Regions from separate parts of the Sus scrofa genome. Here region 1 is linked to region 2. A link is a contact called in public Hi-C data. All regions are on one chromosome and are shown on one strand. Each heading gives the region's core, a stretch centred on a gene start, on an enhancer-like site or on the middle of the called end of the contact. The rest is flanking DNA. Distances are from core to core; before and after follow the strand shown.

What was found. A called contact is a pair of places that touch in the nucleus more often than the background predicts.
Region 1: a Hi-C map of omental adipose tissue shows a contact between it and region 2, with 1.8 times the contacts expected there. The contact joins two enhancer-like sites. A contact is called at or near these places in 1 of 5 promoter capture datasets (liver) and 10 of 47 Hi-C or Micro-C datasets (alveolar macrophages, embryonic fibroblasts, epiblast stem cells and 6 more).

Annotation. Positions count from the first base shown.
Region 1 is chr16:55,613,173-55,617,751 of Sscrofa11.1, forward strand. LOC110257231 (a long non-coding RNA gene) reads left to right here and starts at 4,526. Exons shown (of 5, transcript XR_002339559.1): 1 at 4,526-4,579. Within about 2 kb of position 1,434, at least 1 of the 83 cell types and tissues checked has an H3K27ac peak or open chromatin away from gene starts, as enhancers often do. A contact at or near this core is called in omental adipose tissue, where this site is marked.
Region 2 is chr16:55,467,202-55,471,227 of Sscrofa11.1, forward strand. It overlaps WWC1 (protein KIBRA), which reads right to left. Exons shown (of 24, transcript XM_021077057.1): 10 at 592-834. Among named protein-coding and RNA genes, the nearest start is that of RARS, 57 kb to the left of the region's middle. Within about 2 kb of position 1,675, at least 1 of the 83 cell types and tissues checked has an H3K27ac peak or open chromatin away from gene starts, as enhancers often do. A contact at or near this core is called in omental adipose tissue, where this site is marked.

The DNA.
Region 1 (4,579 bases), core at 184-2,683, 150 kb after region 2:
TCTCCTGCACCGGGGCAAGCACACAACGTGCATTGCAATTCTATACACACACACACACACACACACAAGGGACACAGCACCTGGGCAGACCCTGTGCCTGAAGCCCCAGCCCTCCGTACAGTCTGCGGTACATGCCCGGCTGACTCTGTAGGATGTGACTTTCCCTGGCCTGTCCTTTCTCCTCGCTGTGATGTCACTAGCATCGGGATGCTGGGCACACCTCTAGGGCTGCAAGTGAAGACACACCCAACTAGTGCAAGTTCCCATAATAAGAGAGGAAAAGAGTCTGGCAGACTTGTGCCCCTGAGAAGAAAATCACTTCCTCTATGCCGCCACCCTTGAAGTCTTGCAGGGTGGGTACGGGTTGACCTCAACTCATATTCTCTCTAGAAATGCCACGGATTCCACATCTGCATGCCCAGCTCTGCCCAGACAGCATTGTTAGGGTGCCTTCGAATCACCATCAAGATGCTCCTTTTCGGGAGTTCCCGTCCTGGCGCAGTGGTTAACGAATCCGACTAGGAACCATGAGGTTGCGGGTTCGGTCCCTGCCCTTGCTCAGTGGGTTGACGATCCGGCGTTGCCGTGAGCTGTGGTGTAGGTTGCAGACGCGGCTCGGATCCCACGTTTCTGTGGCTCTGGCGTGGGCCGGTGGCTACAGCTCCAATTGGACCCCTAGCCTGGGAACCTCCATATGCCGCGGGAGGGGCCCAAGAAATAGCAACAACAACAACAACAACAACAACAAAAGATGCTCCTTTTCAAGGGGCCATGTGACCCCCTGGCACAGGGACAGGGTAGAGGGAGGAAAGAAAATGTCACCCTGTCATCTCGGGTCCTAGCATCCTGTCCAGGCCCCTAAGGAAGGCCCTCGAGAGGTCCCAGCCTTCTCTCCACGTGTCACTGTCTCGTGTGCATGGCTCTGACGCTTCCCACTGGTAAGCATCCTCAGAGCGGCAGTGCCCTCAGACGGACCTGCAGGAGTTCCTGTTCTGGCTCATCAGGTTAAGAACCCAACTAATATAATGTCCCTGAGGATGCAAGTTCAATCCCTGGCCTTACTCAGTGGGTTCATGATCTGGTAGTGCTGTGAGCTGTGATCTAGGTAGCAGATGTGGCCCAGCTGCCGAGTTGCTGTGACTGTGGCATAGGCCAGCAGCTGTAGCTCCAATTCGACCCCAGCCCGGGAACTTCCACACGCCAAGGGTGTGGCCCTAAAAAGCGAAAAAACAAAAAAACAAAGACCTGCAGCTGGTTTATCGGCAGTGCTCCTGTCACTGCCTCCTTCTGAGGGATCAGCTCCTTAGGTGGGGGGTCTGGGGGAGCAGAAGAAGGACCTGGGAGGGAAGGGCGTGGAGAGTAATCAATTCTTTCCTCCACGCTTGGCGTTTGAACTCAGCTACCGCGTGGTAGCTCCTAGGGTGTGGAGCCTGGGAGAGGAGACTTTGGGCAGAGACCCAGCTTTTGGATCCAGCGTCCCTGGCAGGGAGAAAAGGGGTTCCTCCCTTAGATGAACAGGGGCAGGTGCTGATAAATGTCTGCTTAGGAGGAAGGAGCTCCCCTACCCAGAGGACAGAGGCTTCCTGCTTCAGAAGGGCAGAGGAGGGAGGAGGGGGTGAGGGGGTGAGGGGAAGGCACAGAGCAGCGGGTCTCAACCCAGGGTCAGTTCCCCTCCCCAGAGGACAGTTGGCCATGTCTGGAGGCAACTGGGGTTGTCATGACTCGGCAGGGGGCACCCTGGCATCTCATGCATCAAGGCCAGGGATGCAGCTAAACATCCTACCATGCACAGGACAGGCTCGGGGCAGAGCCGCCTGAACCCAAATGTCCACTGGTGCCCAGAAGGAGAATTCTTGCCCTCGAGGCTGGTCCGATGGGCAGGACAAGCTTCACCAACAGCACATGGGGGACACTGAGGGGAGGTCCTGCTCCCTGTGTGGAGTGGGGGTGAGAGGGCATAGGATCCAGAATGGAGGAACAGAGGACATCCAGTGTCACCCCCCCACCTCCGTTCTGCCCAGGACAGGTTCTCCAGGCTTGTGTTGGGAAGAGGCTTCCTGCCTTCCTAGAGGAAGGGAAAGGGCCCCAGGTCGAGGGCAGGGGGCAGGTCGAAAAGCTTGGCAGGGAGACTTGATGGGCTGGGTACCTTTTTGGCCATTACGGCTCACCCTAGGTCTTCCCAATGCACTGTGTGTGCACGGCGCACTATTTGTGTATTGGTGTCCTTTCTTCCAAATCCCCATCAGAGCTGAATTCACTGCTCCCCGCCCCCCGCAACCCTGACTGTATTCCCATTATGCCCAGCACTGTTCTTTGCCCAGCACTCCCAGGTTGTACCAGACAGCTCCCGGATGGATGGCTGTGTGTATTCACCCCTCTATCCCCACTACCTGGCTTTGTCAACTGAGCACCTAAAATGTGCAGGCACTCTTGGATGACAGATGGACAAATGCATGATTTCAGTGGTTATATCAGCAGCCGACATGGTTTTGTCTAGGCATTTCTCTTCCCTGGGGGAACAACACTTTCCTTCTCTTTTATGGCCTCCAAGTTCTGATGGGATTTGGGCCCATTTGAGGTCATCTGTGAGTTAGAGGGAGGGTCTCTCTGCTGTTGCTTTTCTTTCTTTCTTTCTTTTTTTTTTTTTTTTTTTGGCTTTTTACCATTTCTTGGGCCATTCCCGCTGCATATGGAGGTTCCCAGGCTCGGGGTTGAGTCGGCTGTAGCCACCGGCCTATGCCAGAGCCACAGCAACGTGGGGTCCGAGCTGTCTGCGACCTACACCACAGCTCTCGGTAACGCTGGATCCTTAACCCACTGAGCAAGGCCAGGAATCGAACCCGCAACCTCATGGTTCCTAGTCGGATTCGTTAACCACTGAGCCACGACGGGAACTCCTCTCTGATGTTTCTCTTCCTTTCTTTTTTTTTTTTTTTTTTTTTTTTTTTGGATGGGGGTCATTTTTGGCCACCCCGCAGCATAGGGAGCTCCTGGGCCAGGGATCAGATCAGAGCCACAGTCCTGACCTAAGCGGCAGCTCTGACAAGGCCAGATCCCCAACCCACTGTGCCGGGCCGGCGATTGAACTGGCATCCCAGCGGCTCCCAAGACACCTCTGATCCTGTTGCACCGCAGAGGGAACTCTCTCTGTTGTTTCCGTGGGTGCTGCAAGGATGTAGGCTTAGGGCCACTGGCCCTCATCATTCCTACACGGGGAGAAAGCCTATTTGGGAATAAGGCCACTTCTCAAGGGGAGCAGAACTGGAGGCAGAGCAAAAACATGCTTTGAGCCATGTCTGAAGTCTGTCATGCCTTTGGACTTTCCAGTTTCTGCTTCGCATGGGGGTTACTATCAAAAGCGTCCTGAGCAATAGAGTGAAGCTGCCGGGGGGGTGGGGTGGGGGGGGCAGAGTTAGTCTGGGTTCCTCTTCTCCTCTCCTCTCCCCTCCAGCTTCCTACGTGATAGATTTTCACGCCATTGACGTATAGCCCATGGGGCAGAATACAATCCACAGGTATTTGTCTGAGATAACGCTAAGATAAGGGGTTGACTAAGGAGGGGCCTGGCAATGGAAATGATGAGATAGACTGAGAAGAGGAGGGGAATGACCCTCCACTAGGAAGGGGCTGTGGTATTGCGTGACTTCCCTAAGCCTCGGTTTCTCATCTGCTCCTGATCATCTTGTCTCACTGAGTGGGTGTGAAATGCAAATACCATCAGTCACTTTGGGTGGAAGAGGGAGCTCCTGTTGTGGCTCAGCAGTAATGAACCCCACTAGTATTCATGAGGACTAGGGTTGGATCCCTGGCCCCACGCAGTGGGTTAAGGATCCAGCATTGGGAGTTCCCGTCGTGGCGCAGTGGTTAACGAATTCGATGAGGAACCATGAGGTTGCGGGTTCCGTCCCTGCCCTTGCTCAGCAGGTTAACGATCTGGCGTTGCTGTGAGCTGTGGTGTAGGTTGCAGACGCGGCTCGCATCCCAAGTTGCTGTGGCTGTGGCGTAGGCAGGCGACTACAGCTCCGATTGGACCCCTAGCCTGGGAACCTCCATGTGCTGCCGGAGTGGCCCAAGAAATGGCAAAAAAAAAAAAGACCAAAAAAAAAAAAAAGAGGATCCAGCATTGTCCGAGAGATGTGGTGTGGGCCGCAGACGTGGCTCAGATCCCTTGTTGCTGTGGCTCTGGCGAAGGCTGGCAGCTGCAGATCCAATTCGAATGCTAGCCTGGGAATTTCCATATGCTGCAGGTTTCAGGAAGAAAAAAAAGTTGGGGGTGAAAAGGTTTGATAACTTTCACAGCCACTGGAATTTTTTTTTTTTTTTTTTTTTTTTTGCGGGGGTGGGTGCTGCACCTGTGGCATATGGAAGTACCCAGGCTAGGGGTTGAATCGGAGCTGCAGCTGCCAGCCTGCCATGAGGGATCTGAGCCTCGTCTGTGACCTACATCACAGCTCATGGTAATGGCCGGATACTTAATCCACTGAGGGAGGCCAGGGATCGAACCCACTTCTTCATGGCTACTAGTTGGGTTCGTTACTGAGCCACAATGGGAACTCCTGGAATTGGGTTTTGGGGGCCA
Region 2 (4,026 bases), core at 425-2,924:
TCTAAACTACATAGTTTCGGGGCTTATCGTAAAAGATAATTTTTTTTTTTTTTTTTTTTTTTTTTTTTTTTGTGTGTGTGTGCCATTTCTTGGGCTGCTCCCGTGGCATATGAAGGTTTCCAGGCTAGGGGTTGAATCGCAGCTGTAGCCACTGGCCTACACCAGAGCCACAGCAACGTGGGATCCGAGCCGACTCTGCAACCTACACCACAGCTCACGGCAACACCGGATCCTTAATCCACTGAGCAAGGCCAGGGATCGAACCCACAACCTCATGGTTCCTAGTCGGACTTGTTAACCACGCCACGACGGGAACTCCCCAAAAAGATAATTTTTGAAAACCTGTGTGTGAGCAGCTTTTTGGGACAGCGATTCCCTGTGTAAAGTTCTGCGGTAGCTGGAGGGTGAGTCACGTCCCCAGATGTGCTGCTTTGGAAAGGGGTGAGCCCTCCTGAGTGTTTCTGGGGTGGCGCCCAGGGGCCCCAGGTTGCTGCTCCCCCCCCACTCCGCCTCTTCCCCAAGCTGGGGGCTAGAGCACAGACCAGCACTGAGAGAAGGTCCCCATCCCCGCAGGCCCCAGCCGAGCCCCACCTCTCCGTCAGCGCCTTGCTCTGGGTGTCCCGGGCTGCTTGCAGGTCCTTCTCCAGCCGCTTCCGGGCCATCTCCAGCTGCTCCACCTCGCCCTGGGTCCACTTCCGGGGGCTGATGAAGCGCATCTCCTTCAGCAGCTCCTCCTTCTCATTGATGAGGATCAGCCGGTCCCTCTCGGAGTCCAGCACCCCAGGCCAGGCCTCGCTGTCGAGCTTGGCCAGCTGGATCTTCAGGTTGGCGATCCTGCAGACGGAGAAGGTGAGTGCGATGGGTGTGCCCAGGGGCACTGCTGCGTGGCAGACCGCGTCTCCAAGGCTTCAAAGCGTCCTCTCTGACAGTGACTGCCTTTAGTTCGGCATGTGGTCTCAAGGAACAGATTTTTATCTAACGAACACGTGGTGCCCACCATGTGCCACTCATGAGTAGGGATGAGACAGGGGCAGTGTCCTTGCTCCGAGGGATGCTAAGCCTGATGGATCAGAAGTGGATTCGTCACCAGGCAACAGCCTCCTACCACTAGCTAGGTGACATCGGGCGAGTGGTTTCATCTCTCTAAAGGGAGTAACAAGAGCTCCGTCCTTGTGGGGTTGCAGTGACAACCCATAAAACCTTGAAGCACAATATGGCGCATGGAAAACAAGCACTCAGGAGTTCTCTTGTGGCTCAAGGGGGTTAAGGATCTGGTGTTGTCACTGCAGTGGTTTGGGTCACTGCTGCGGTACGGGTTCCATCCCTGGCCCAGGAACTTCTGCATGCTGAGGGGCGGCCCCCCCAAAAAAAAGAAAGAGAAGAAAACAACCACTCGATGAATGTTCCCACTGCTCCTGTGGTTATTCCCTGGTTTAACCACTTCTTAGGCGTGTGATGTTGAGCACGCTCCCCAAGCCTTGCACATAAGAAAGCAGTTATTCCTCCTTCGAATTGGGTGAAAGTGAGCCATGACGTGTTCCATCAGTGCTAGACCACCGACAGCCATGCACCCACTGCAACGACAGCAAATACTGCCATGGCTGACCTGGTGTTCTCAGTCCAGAAAGTGGGGGCAGCACTACGTGAACAGCTGCGGACTTGGGGGCAGAGGTCTTGGGGTGGAGTCTTGGCCCTGACCTTCTTAAGAAATCACTTGGGTTAACAGAGCTTCTAGCACAGTGCATGGTACACTGCAGGCCCTGATAAATGTTACCGGAAGGAGCTGAGAGCCCTATCCCTTCACGGCTTTGATACTCGGTATCTCACCTGTAAGGAGCGTACAATAATGGTACCTGTGAGGTGGGTTATGAGGCCCAAATGAAAACCTGTTAGCAGGAGTTATTCATATGATGCCAAGTGCTATACAGACATGAGGTATGATTATTGTTGGAACAAGCTAAGGTGTACAGTATCACTAAGAGTACTGCTACAAATATTTAAAGGCAATCATCTGATCCTGTAGGGTTTTTTTTTTTTTTTTTTTTTTTTTTTTTCCTGGGTGGAGGCATGCCTGCAGCATGTACAAGTTCCAGGGCCAGGGATCGAACCTGCACCACAGTAGGGACAATACCAGATCCTTAACCGGCTGAGTCACCAGGGAACTCAGGTCCTTTAGGATTTAGTCTTTGAAAAAATGCTTTTAGCTGTCACCATCCTAGCCTCATCCCATTCCTAAAGGGTGGCTAAAGACCTGGTGGTTAGCCCCATTGCAGAGGTGGCTGGACAGCAAGTGGCTAACCTAAGACTGCAGGTCGTAGGCATGGCCCATACTTGTTGAGAGCCCAGGCCTCTGGACTCTCGGTTCAATTTTTTTTTTTTTTTTTTGCCGCACCCGAGGCATATGGAAGTTTCCAGGCTAGGAACTACAGCTGTCGGCCTACACCACAGCCACGGCAATGCTGGACCCTTAGCCCACTGAGCAAGGCCAGGGACTGAATGCACATCCTCATGGATACTAGTTGGATTTGTTACCACTGAGCCACAACGGGAACGCCTAGGTTCAATCTTATTTGCAAAGAGTTTGTGGCCAAACTTTTTTTTTTTTTGGTCTTTTCGTCTTTTCTAGGGCTGCACCTGTGGCATATGGAGGTTTCCCAGGCTAGGGGTCTAATCAGAGCTGTAGCTGCCAGCCTACGCCAGAGCCACAGCAACGCGGGATCCGAGCCGAGTCTGCAACCTACACCACAGCTCACGGCAATGCCAGATCCTTGACCCACTGAGCAAGGCCAGGGACTGAACCCGCAACCTCATGGTTCCTAGTCGGAGTCATTAACCACTGAGCCACGATGGGAACTCCCCAAACTCTTACTTTATCAAAACACTGTTTGAGATGAGATCTCCATGCTGTGTAGAATGACCTCCATACGGAGAAACACAGCTATCCTTGCTCATTCCCCAGCCAAGTATCTCAGCAGGGAATCTTAATTACTTTAAATTCCATATTCACATATACCGCAATCCATCAAAACTGGCTTTGGGATAACTTTGGAGCTGGAGCTGCGGTTATCTATCTAGCTTCTTTGAGGCTAGACGGGCATGGTTGGGTCTGGCAAGGGCTCTGCTATATACGGGACATTGAAGGGGTGATCAATGCTTTCTTGGATGTACTTTCTTTTTTTTTTTTTTTTTTTTTTGTCTTTTTGCCTTTTCTAGGGCCACTCCCGTGGCATATGGAGGTTCCCAGGCTAGGGGTCGAATTAAGGTTGTAGCTGCCGGCCTATGCCACAGCCACAGCAACACAGGATCCAAGCCGTGTTTGCGACCCACACCATAGCTCACAGCAATGCCGGATCCTTAACCACTGACCAAGGCCCAAGGATCGAACCCACAACCTCATGGTTCCTAGTCGGATTCGTTAACCACTGTGCCACGACGGGAACTCCTGGATGTACTTTCTGATGGCACTTTCCCTAGGCTGGTGCCCCTTAAACTTTGAGCCATACATCCTTAGGAGAATCTGATGAAATCTACTAGACTCACTCCCAAGAAATGCATACGTGACAATACTTGGCATACAACGATCAGACCTTGCATGGTAACCACCTGTCCTCCCTGCTTCGAGACCCGCAGACTCTGCCTTCCCATTCAACAGGCGCTCTATTTTTCTTTTTTCCTGTTTTTGGCCGCCCCATAGCACACGGAGCTCCTAGGCCAGGGATCAGATCTGAGCTGCAGTTGTGACTTACGCCACAGCTGTGACAATGCCGGGTCCTTATAACCCACTGTGCCGGGCTGGGGATCAAACCTCCTGCCTGGCACTGCAGGAATGCCGCCACAGCAGGAACCCCAGACTGCTCTATTCTTTATACTTAAACTACCTTTGGGTGAAGGGGGAAGCGCAAAGCAGGCTCAAAGCAGCTAAGACTGGAAGCTCTGTGATGAGAAGGTTCATGGCTCAACCCCAAAGGGAAGATTTCGGCCCTTTCGTTTCTCCATAACTGAGTATCGAAGATAGACTTATTACTG